Linked DNA regions of Mus musculus: region 2 is linked to region 1. A link is a contact called in public HiChIP or PLAC-seq data. All regions are on one chromosome and are shown on one strand. Each heading gives the region's core, a stretch centred on a gene start, on an enhancer-like site or on the middle of the called end of the contact. The rest is flanking DNA. Distances are from core to core; before and after follow the strand shown.

The links. HiChIP or PLAC-seq counts read pairs in DNA pulled down with a chosen protein or histone mark.
Region 2: an H3K27ac HiChIP or PLAC-seq map of large pre-B cells shows a contact between it and region 1, with 2.8 times the contacts expected there. The contact joins two enhancer-like sites. A contact is called at or near these places in 2 of 115 datasets of contacts at active chromatin or transcription factors (epiblast stem cells and large pre-B cells).

Annotation. Positions count from the first base shown.
Region 1 is chr7:110,154,613-110,160,213 of GRCm38.p6, reverse strand. No RefSeq gene overlaps it. Among named protein-coding and RNA genes, the nearest start is that of Wee1, 35 kb to the right of the region's middle. Within about 2 kb of position 2,438, at least 103 of the 459 cell types and tissues checked have an H3K27ac peak or open chromatin away from gene starts, as enhancers often do.
Region 2 is chr7:110,953,739-110,959,339 of GRCm38.p6, reverse strand. All of the region lies in intron 1 of Mrvi1 (MRV integration site 1), which reads left to right. Among named protein-coding and RNA genes, the nearest start is that of Mrvi1, 26 kb to the left of the region's middle. Within about 2 kb of position 2,654, at least 90 of the 459 cell types and tissues checked have an H3K27ac peak or open chromatin away from gene starts, as enhancers often do.

The DNA.
Region 1 (5,601 bases), core at 1,189-3,688:
AGGATTAGGAGTTCATGTAGCCAGCCTGAGCTACATGAGACTGTCTCAACACACACACACACACACACACACACACACACACACACACACACACACACTAGGGGGCTGACAAGATGGCTCGGTGGGTAATGCATTGTGCTTACTGCCAAGCCTGACAACCTGAGTTTAACCCAGGACCCCACACTATGGAAAAAGAAACTCCCACTGAGAAGTGGTCTTTTCGCCTCTACACCTGCTGCCTGCTCCTCGTCCATGCACATAAACATATAAAACAAAAGTAGATTTAAGAGCAGAAACAAACAAAATCAATGAAAGGACTGGAGAGAGGGCTCCGTGGTTAAGAACACTTGCTGCTCCCAGAGTTTGACCCACACCAGGCAGCTAACAACTCTACAGATCCAGGGCTGACACCCTCTTCTGGATTCTTCTGGAGACCTCGGGGATCTGCATGCATGTGCTAATGCAAATACGCACACATACGTATACAAATACATTTGATTTAATTTTTTAGGGGAAGTGATTTTAGGGTTTCTCTCATAGCCCTGGCTATTCTAGAACTCACTCTGTAGACCAGACTGGCCTCGAATTCAGAGACCTGTTTGCCTCTGCCTCTCGAGTGGTGGGATTAAGACATGTGCTGCCACCACCCAACAAATTTAATTTAAAAGTAAAATAGACAAAACCAGGCATAGTGGCATCAGCCTGCAAACTCAGGGGAGACAGGAAGACCCAGAATTCCAGGTCATTGCTAGCTATGTAACAAGTTCAAATCTAGCTTGGGCAACATAAGAGCCTGTCTTCATACCACCAGCAGCCTTTAAAAAAAAAAGATTAAATAGATAAATAGGAAGTCAGTTCTTGGAAGTCCTGTACTTAAAGGTTTCCCTGTCTACCAATATAAAAGCTGAGGTTTTCCCAGGCCCTAGGTCACCAGCCTCACCATATCTCTGACCTCCGACTTTCCCTTTAACACCCCTCTAGGCTGCCTTAGTGTTTCTCAAGCCATTCAGGCCACTGGCTCGTCATTCTGTGTTCCATACAGTGGAAGGAGAGAACTGGTCCCTGCAAGTGGTCCTCTGACATCTGCAACAGCTGCCATGGCTGTAGCACTACACAAACACACACACTCACACAAACACACACACACACTCTCTCTCACACACACACATACTCACTCTCACACACACCTACACATATGCTCACACATACTCACATGTACATACTCACACATTCACACATACACATGCTCACATACACCACACACACATTTGTGCACACACACTCATACACACATTCACATATGTTTATACACATATACACAAATTCTCACACATACACGCATGCGCACACACACACACTCTCTAAGCAGATATGTTTAGATAAACTGTGTGTCTGCTCTATGTTCTATTTCTCAGCAGAACTCTAGTACAGGCTGTGTCATCTCATGGACAGAGTGAGTCTTGGTTTTCAGGCAGTGTGTCCTTCTCTCTCCATGGGTGTCTTTCTCACCACACTCCCTTTCCCCTATCAATGATCTGAATACTGCCATTCTCAGGACTCCTTCTTGAATCTGTATGTCATGTTAAAAATCTGTCTCAGATTACCTCACACCCAACAATTCCCCAAATGGCCGTGAGACCCAAATCCAACTCCGGGCCTTACAAAGCTGATTTCCCAAAATGCCTAGTGAACTTAAACTTGACATGGCCAAAACTGAATTTTCTAAGGTGGCAGAATAGCTCAGTCCCAGAGAGCTTGCCTGGAATACCCAAAGCCATGGATTTGGTCTGTAGCATTGAGGAAAAGGCAAACAGAAGTAGGGGCTTGGGATGTGATTCAGTGGGTGAAGTGCTAGCCTCGTTTGTGCAAAGCCCTGTGTTTGGTTGGTCCCAAGCACTGCATAAAAGGCAAGCTGTCACGAGCCTGCAACGGAAATATTGACTTATGATGTGAATATGGAAATGTCTCAAGTTCAAGGTAAGGACTGGAAGGATGGCTCAATGATTTAGGGGTACTTTCTACTCTGCCAGAGCACTTGAGTTTGATTCCCAGCTGCCAGTGTCCCATACTGCCTGTAGCTCTAGCTCCTGGGGAGCTGATCCAGTCTTCTGGCCTCTGGCAGCACTTGGACACATGTGGCTCTCTCTGTCTCTCTGACTCTCTCTGTGTCTCTCTGTCTCTTTCTCTGTCTCTCTCTCTCAAGAGATGCATACACATAAATGGTACTTTAGTAGAGTTTTTTAAAATGAAGTCCAATCTCACCCTTGGCTGCATATCGAGTGCAAACCCAGCCTCAGCTATATGAGGCTTTGACTTCAGAGACAGATTAGCAAAATGGAGCTTTTGGTTCTCTAGCCTAAATTCTCCTTTCTCTTCATTCAGACATGTTGTCACTTGTCACATAGCAGGGTATAAGTAAGGCCAACAGATGTTTCCTCTCCTAGATGGAGGAGGAAGTTTGAACGGCATTCATTATTACCAGTTTAAGGTGTGGTGAGCAGTCGTGAATGTCCGTTTTGTCAGCAAGCTCCTGACTATAAGAACACTTATCCTGTTTTCCCTTTAAAGTCCTAAGATGTTCAACTGTGAATTCCTGTACTGTGAACTGTGGATGACTTCAGCAGGAAGTGCTGAACCTCCTCCAGCTGCCCGCCTCAGGCTGACAGGAGTCACTGAAGTCACACCTTTAGAAATGGGTATTGCCTCTCTGTACTACTAGCTGTTAAGACAGTCTGAGTCACGGGTGAAGTTCAGGACAGATGTCTGTCCTCTGAAGACACTCCAGGAATTTCCTTGGGTGGGTTTCTCTCTGCACTGTGGGCTGTCTCAGGCAGACACCAGTACTTACATAAATGGATCGGGAGTGTCCTGAGAAGGAAGGCTCTGATAAAGAAACTTCAAAGTCCCACCACTGCAGCTCCTCATGGGTCCTGCTGACAGGGAAGGGTACCGAATAATCTGACTCTTGGAATGAATGAAGCTTTGAGAACCTTAACAGAAACCACTTGATTGACATTGAGGGGCAACCCCTGAGTGTAGGCTGTGAACACATCCCGGGTGCACTGTCTGGTTCTCTGGTTCTCTCTGCAGGCTGCAGCAGGAACCCTCAGTGAGCCAACCGCCAGCAGCTCCTCGCCTTTCTGGACCCCACCTTTATCTGCAGAGTGGGATCTGCTCTGGCTTGGCTCCTTGCCACCTGTCATGAGATCTGAGGAGCCCTCTTAGTTCAAGTGCCTGCCATTGGCCCTGGACTAGACAGCTATGCTATGGGGACATGGTCACATAGTATTATGATTGTACTGAAGTGGGGGGAGCAGAAGGGGGAAGAAAAACAGAGACAGTGAGACAAGGAGAGGGAGGGAGAGAGAGACAGAGAGAGAGACTTTACTAATACAAGGTCAAATGACTGAACAGAGATAAAATGTTGCGGACACTACCAAATGATCTTGGGCTATTTTTAGTCCCCTTGAAAGCCATTCATTGTCTACCCCTATGTCTGACCTAATCTTGTGACTATTCACACCTTAAAAATGTATTCTCAGCACTAGCTTCCACCAATCTAAAAGCTAAGAATGTCACCAGATGGCTGTAAGGCCCATGACAGATTACCCCACTTTGCTGTCACCCACTCACCTGATGTTTCCACCACTGTAATGTGTGTGTGTGTGTGTGTGTATGTGTTTGCATGTGCACATGGGTTTTCTACCTGCATGTATGTGTGTGCGTGCGTACACACGCACGCACTCACGTACATACACATGGGTGTTTCACTTGTATGTATATCTGTGGAGCCCAGAAGAAGGCAGTAGATGCCCTGAGTCTAGAGTTACAGAGGACTGTGAGCCCCCATGTGAGTGCTAGGAATCAAATCTGCATGATGGAGGAGCATCCAGTGCTCTTAACTGCCAAGGAGCCCCTCCAACCTCTCCACCAATATACTTTAAAGCTGCCTTCACTTAAGGGCTGGGGTTATAACTCAGTTGGCAGAGTGCTTGCCTAGCATACATGAAGCTCTGTGTTCAATCCCGACCACTACAGAAATGGGGGATGGTTTGACTTCTATACCTATAATCCCATCACTCGGAAAACCAACCCCTACAAATTGACCTCTGACTCCCACATGTGTGCGGTGGCCTGTACTTGAACATACAAATTAAATAAATAAAATGTAAAAACTTTTTTTAATCTTTGAGATTTTCTTACTGTGACCCTGGTCGGTCTGGAACTCACTATATAAACCAGGCTGGCCTCAAATTCACAATGGTCTGTCTACCTCTGCCTCCCAAGTGCTGTGGTTAAAGTCTGCCACCATGCCCAGTGAATTAGGACCAGAGAGATGGCTCAGTGGTTAAGAGCACTGTTGCTCCTGCAGAGGACCCAGGTCTGAGTCCCAGCACCCACGAGGTGACTCAAAGCAGCCAGTGCAGGGATCTGATCCCCGCCTCTGGCCTCCAAAACCACGGCATGTTTTTTTGCACACAGAGACAAGCAGGCACACACATACACATAAAATAAAAATGAGTAAATCTTTTGTTGATGTTGTTTTTGAGACATGTTTTTTTCTGTGTAGCCCTGGCTGTCCTATAACTCACACTGTAGACTAGGCTGTCCTCAAACTCAGAGATTTGCCTGCCCCTGCTTCCAGAATGCTGGAATTAAAAGCATTCCTTGCCACTACCACCTAGCAAGTAAATCTTTTAAAAATAAAGCAACTGTAAACAGATCTACCTGTTATACCACACCTTTCCAACTCTATGCTGACATAACGCAGGTGCTTGCTGGTTTTTTGTGACAACATTCTTCATAATAGCTAAGTCACCAGCGTAGGCGCCCCGGTAATATGTTTTCTCTTATGCAGTTCTACATTTTCTTTTTTCTTTTAAAGATTTATTCATTTATTTTGTGTTTGTGAGTACACTGTTGGTGTCTTTGATCACATCACAAGAGAGAATCAGATCCCATTACAAATGGTTATGAGCCACCATGTGGTTGCTGAGAATTGAACTCAGGACCTCTGGAAGAGCACTCAGTGCTCTTAACCACTGAGTCATCTCTGCAGCCCCTCTAGATTTTCTTTAGATGTATAAAATCACGTATGGACCTATGATAGAAAGAATGAAGCTGTCTAGGGAAAGAAAGGGGACTGTCGAGGGAAGCACATGAGGTGGCGAGGGGACTGCGGGTACGTGTTCAATGTACATAATATTCGCCTATATGAATCTGTCCTTACACAGAGTAGTGCCAGGTGCAATGAACATGCATGTGGATTTTTTTTTTTTTTGAGACAAGATCTCATGTAGCAGAGGCTGTTTTAGGATGACCTGAACTCCCTATATTCCTGCCTCTACTTCCCAAGTTCTAAGATTATAGATGTGTGACATCATAGAAAATGACAATCTAAAAAATAAGATGGCAGAGGCAGGAGGATCTTTGTCCGTTCTAAGCTAGCCTGGTCTACAAAGGGGCTCCAGGATAGTCAGGGCTACATAGAACCTAGACCTTGCATCCACCCAGTCTGTCACACACACACACACACACACACACACACACACACACACACACATGCACGCGCACAAGAGAGAGAGAGAGACTCAGTGTTGC
Region 2 (5,601 bases), core at 1,405-3,904, 800 kb before region 1:
CTTTTTTTTAAAACCTGGGTTCTGGGTATTTAACACAGGTCATCACATGCCTGTGTTGAAAACATCTATCTACTATGCTATCTCTCCAGCTTATTTTTTTGTTTGTTTCATTTTAAGACATCTTGCTATGTAACCTGGGCTAGCCTGGAACTCCTATTCCTTCTGCTTCTGCCTTCCAAACGCCGGGATTACAGGCATGAGCCACCATGCTGGGCTAGGAGACTCAGTTTTAATCCTGTGTCTTCGGACTGTGTGACTAGCATCTATGATACGGTTTGGTTCTTTTCATTTGTAAAATGGAGATACAGTTCCTTGTTGCATAGCCTCTATCGGTGCAGGATCCATGTGCCATCTGAGAATGAGATTTGGTCATAAGAATACGTGCCTCAAAAAGAGACTGTGGGTGCTGAGTGATTGCTGGACCTGTGCCACATTCCCACAGAAGCTTCCAGAAAGTGAGCTGTCTGCCCTGGGTTGGACTGGGTATGACATACGTGTGCAGGAAACAGAAGCTACAGGATGGCCAGTGGAGGTACCCACAGGTGCTTCCTCAGGCCAAGAAGACAGAGCATCCAGGAGAGGTCAGGGAAGGCTTCTGGGAGGGCACATCCCTCGAAGACTCACTGTGAAGCCCCAGGGGCTGGGTCAATGCTTGGTGCCTGGGATGGTTGCACCTGACATGCCTTGCTGAGGGATGGATGATTCAGACACCCATCCTAGACAGCATCTCCAAACCAGGTCCTGCATAGAGATCCCAGTGGGTACTTTCCAGAATGAAACTCAGAAGGGAGGTAAAGAAGGAGAGGGAGGGGGCAAAGGAGAAGCATGCTGGGAGTTGGGCAGTTGGGGAGAGTGATGGGAGGTACTGGGTTGAAAGTTTGTTTTAGTCTGTTACAGAGTTTTGAAGAAAGACTATTGCTACTGGTTTTCTGGGTTGACATTTTTCAGATCTTATGTGGACAAAATCCCTTTCTCCCCATCCTCTCTCCTATCCTAAGGAATGCTTGTTTTCAGGTGCAGATGTCCAAGCTCCACAAACATGCTGTTGTTGGCTTTGATCCAGATGCACACACTGGCTTCTGAGGGTCTGTGTGTGCAGTGCAGCCAGAACTGGGTTGGCACACTGGTATGTTGAGTCTAGTCCTCTGTCTGTAACAAGAGACAAGTGGTCCCAAGGGCCTACCTCACAGGAAATGAGTGACTCCAGGCACCAAGTGAGAGGACTTACAAGTGCCAGTCTGTCTCCATAGTGGAGAAAGGAATTGGGGCTTGGGTTTCAAGGTTATTTCCATCTTGCACACCCTGTGGCTGCCCTCTGTTGAGAAGGAGGTCCCAGGAGTGCCAGGGCAGTGGACACTGGGCTTCTGCATCCTCTGAGAACACCCCCCCCCATTCTCATGGGTGCCATGGCTAGCTCCCAGGGCCACTGGAGAGACCAGTGGGGATGATTAGAGACCCGCTGCAGGTCCTATTGCTAAGTTTGTCCTAAAAGTCAGTTTGCACAGAACCCCTGGGTAGAATGATGGGAGCCTGGAACTGAAAAGGAAAAGGCTCTGTGCTTTGAGAGGGCGCCATGATGGAATCCTCTGGGGGGAAATTTGCATGCACATGTGGCAGAAAACCCAGGAAACATGGTTGAATTAGTTATCTTTTTCACGCTGCGGACAAATACCTGCCAAGAAGCAATTTGAGGAGGAAGGATTTTTTTTTCTTTTTTCCAGCTTTGAGGATACCGTCCATCATGGTGGGAAAGGCAGATAGATGGGTGAGCAGAACTCTGAGGCAGCGGGCACATAGTGTCACACTCAGAGAGTGGAGAGTGAGCAGGGAGTTGGGCTGGCCCATATACCTGCAAGTGGGAGCCCCTGACACCCACTTACTTCAGTGAGTTTCTCCTCCCTAAAGGCTCCCTAACACTCTAAATGACACCACCAGCTGGGAGAGGAGTGTTCAGACATGTGAGCCCATAGGGGCATGTCACATTCAAAAGGGTGAAATGGAAAACTCAGAAGCTAGCCTGGGGAAGCCGTCTGGGAATGGAGTGAAAACAGCCACACCCCAGAATGTACATCAACCCAACTGGTACATGTTCAACATCTCTCCCGGAAGATGTAACATAGTGCTAGGTCCTCTCCACTTCTTGTGTGGGGAACTCCAGAAGCCATGATGGGGTCGCCAGTCCTGAGGGGGCAAGGGGGGCGGTCACAGATCCCAAGGTAGCCTCAGACCCAGGACTTTGAACATCCGTTTTGTGGAGTGTGTGACACTTTCTTTCCTCCACTCAGTCATTCAGCGTCCCAGGAAACCCTCAGAGGTGAGTTGCATGCTGGCCCTGAGGGTCAGGTCTCACTGTCTATAGGTGAGTCTGAAATGAAATAAAGCTGAGGAAGAGAAAGAAAGGATGTGGGCAGAAGGCCGGGCAAAAGTGTGTTAGCTACCGTTTTTCCTGTCAGTGTCACCAAATGCCTGATACGAAGCAACCTGAGGAAGAAATGATTTCTTTTGCAGGGACAGTCCGGTGGAGGAAGGTGAGGGTGGGGGTGAGGGTGGGGGTCAGGGGGTAGGAAGCATGGTGGTGTAGCTGCTCAGGCTGTGGTGGCAGGAGTGTGAGGGCAGGGACAGGAAGCAGAGACAAGAGAGGAAGCCAGATGGGACCATAAACCTCAAGGCCCACCCTCCAGAGATCAATCCACTTCCTTTAGCTGGGCCACAGGTCTCCACTGGTCCACAGCCTTCCAAAATAGCACTGCCAGTTTAGAGGCCAAGTATCTGAACCCAGAAGTCTGTGGTGGACACTTTTAGGTTCAAACCGGCACAAAGGAGGGCTTAGGTTGTCGGTGTTGTCCTTAGTTGAGTTAAGAGACACGGAAGTGTCTGCATGTACCCTTTCTTGAGCGCTTCCCGTCGATGATACCTACGGCAGTCGGTAGAAGGGGCCAAGTCCTCTTTTCCAGTCACAGCCTGAGAAGTTCATTCTCTGTCAGGATCTCTGAGCTTCAAGGCAGAGCTAGGAGGGAGCCAGGTTTATATCCCACTAAGATCACTGTCACCCTCTCTGTGCTGTGCTGTGCTGTGTGACTGCCATGGCTGCTGAGCTGTGTGTGAAGTGATGACGTTTCTGGGCATATGGTCATTGGCTTGAGAGGTACTTCCCTGATGCAAGACCCTGCCGCCATGAAGAAGTGAAGCCATACTTGGCAACCATACCTAGGCCCGGACATGGAGGAGCTGCCCCAGGGACCACACGGCCCTGGGGACAGAACTCTGTGTGTACCTGATGAGGTACTGCCAGCCTTTTGGAAGGACTGGGCTTTGCTTTGCTCCCTGGCCTTCCCGAGGGTGCTCTTGCTGGCACTGCTGCTGAGAATGAATTAGATTAATTTGTATGTGAAGCCCAGAGGAACATACTTGAGGGCATAAATCAGGGGTGGCAACTGGTAGCTGCAGTCTGAGTCCCCAGAGTCACATGTTTGGTCCTTGTGGTATTTCTATAATTTTTTTTTTTTTTTTGGTATTAGCTTTAACGTTTCTAAATCAGGTGATTTTATTTTTAGCACTAGAGTTTTGGCTTTTCTTGGAAACTGGAAGTGCTTGCCAACAAAAGATGATATTTCTTCCTGACCCCAAAATTGAATAGTAGCCGCTCTGGTTAAGTGACAGTTGCACTCTCTGTCACCACAGACTCCATCAATCCACAGAGGAGGCCCTGCCTTCATCTCACTTGCCTGGCCCCAGAAGGAGGTGTGTGTGTGTGTGCTATCTCTTCATGAACCCCATTTTCTCAGAAGCTGCTTCTCAACTAAAGCAAAGCCTCCTTCTCTATGTATTCCAGATTGGCTGTTGTTGATTCATTCAACAAACACTTAGAGAGTCGTTCTTCTGTGTTTGTCCCTGCACTGGACAGCATTGAGATATGAATATTTATGTCTTTATAGTGAATATTTATAAGAATATTCATTCATCATGAAAGTATGAATGAAATAAGTTCTTGCTATTGAGGCATTTCGATTCTAACAGAGCTGAGACCTATGCAAAGCTCCCTGGGAGAAGTCACAGTGGAACCTGTGAGCATGTCACCTGAAATACAAAAGGGTTCCTGCAGATGGAACCAAGCAGGGAATTACAAATGGGGAGATCACCTGGGTCACCTGCAGGGACAGATATAACACCAGAGTCACTAGAGTCCCTGCATTAGGGAGTACAAAGACAGAGACGGAAATGCACACATGGAGGCCAAGCTCAGAGGTCAGAGAAGAGGCCCGCTTCTTTGCAGGCTGGGAACAAGGAGAAGGGGTTGCCCCAGGAGGTGGTGGCTCAAGGCAGCCCCAGCAGCTAGAGGTGAGGAGATGGCTTCCTTCCCTTGAGCATCCTGGAAGACCACAGCTCTGCTAACACTCAGATTGTATTTATTTATTCTGAAATGTTGATATTTTTGTTTTATGTGAGTGTGGGTGTTTTGCCTGCATGTATGTCTGTGCTCTCCTTACATTCCTGATGTCCACAGAGGCCAGAAGAAGGTGTCAGATCTACATTTGGAGTTACAGATGGTTGTGGGTGCTGGGAGTTGAACCCAGGTTCTCTGAAAAGTAGCCAGCACTGCTAACTGATGAGCCGTTTTCCCAGCCCATCCGCAATACCAAGATCTTAGCGAACAGAAAGGGAAGTTACCTCTCAATATGAGCATTGTAAGATAATAAATTGGTGTTGTTTTACATCACCACATTAGTGGTGATTGGTTGTAACAGCAGTGAAAAAAAAGAGGAAAGGAACCACTTTTCCTATGGTAAAGAAGAGGAATGGCTTAGAAGGAGGGGGTGTTAGAATTGGGTTCTGAAGGACGAATAGGAGATTTTCAGGGACCAAAGGACCAAAAGCAGTTCAGGCAGAGGGGAGAAGATGTGTGCAAAGGTTATCAAAGATGCAGTGAGCATCCCCAAGGGTAGCCATTTGTTAGACACTGTGGTCAGAACATATAGCTTCTGTGGTACTTCCAGGAGGACTTGTCTAAAGGCAACTGGAAGGCTCACAGCCAGGGTGATAGTGTTCTGTGTGCACCAGATAGGGATAAAAGCCAGGCTAGCCTAGCTTCAGAGCATGCAGCAAACACTACACCTGGCACTCTGGGAGAAGAGGTGGCACTCAGCTCTGTTTGCAGAAGCGCCTATTACTGCTAAGTGGATGTCACTAATGACAGCAGAGATGAGGTGGACAGTGGCCTGTCAGTGACCGTTCTCCTCTGGAGAGCACAGGTCCTAGTGAGACTTAACAAGACTCCAAGAGAGTGGCCGAGGAGTGACGCCCTTCAGTTTCAGCTAACGTAGTCTATCTGTACTGGTGTGTGTGTGTGTGTGTGTGTGTGTACGTGCGTGCACATATGTGGGTGAGCATGTGTGTGTGGAGGCCAGACCAACCTCAAGTGTTGTTCCTAGATAACTGTTGTTTTGAGACAGGGTCTCTCTTCGGAACTTGGAACTTGCCTGTTAGGTTAGGCTAGAAAACCTAAGAGTTGGCCCTTGTGAGCCAGGGGGCCAGTTCCTAAACCCCACCACAGAAGCTTCTCTAAAACACAAGGACTAGGGTTCAAGTTCAGCCAGACTTAAT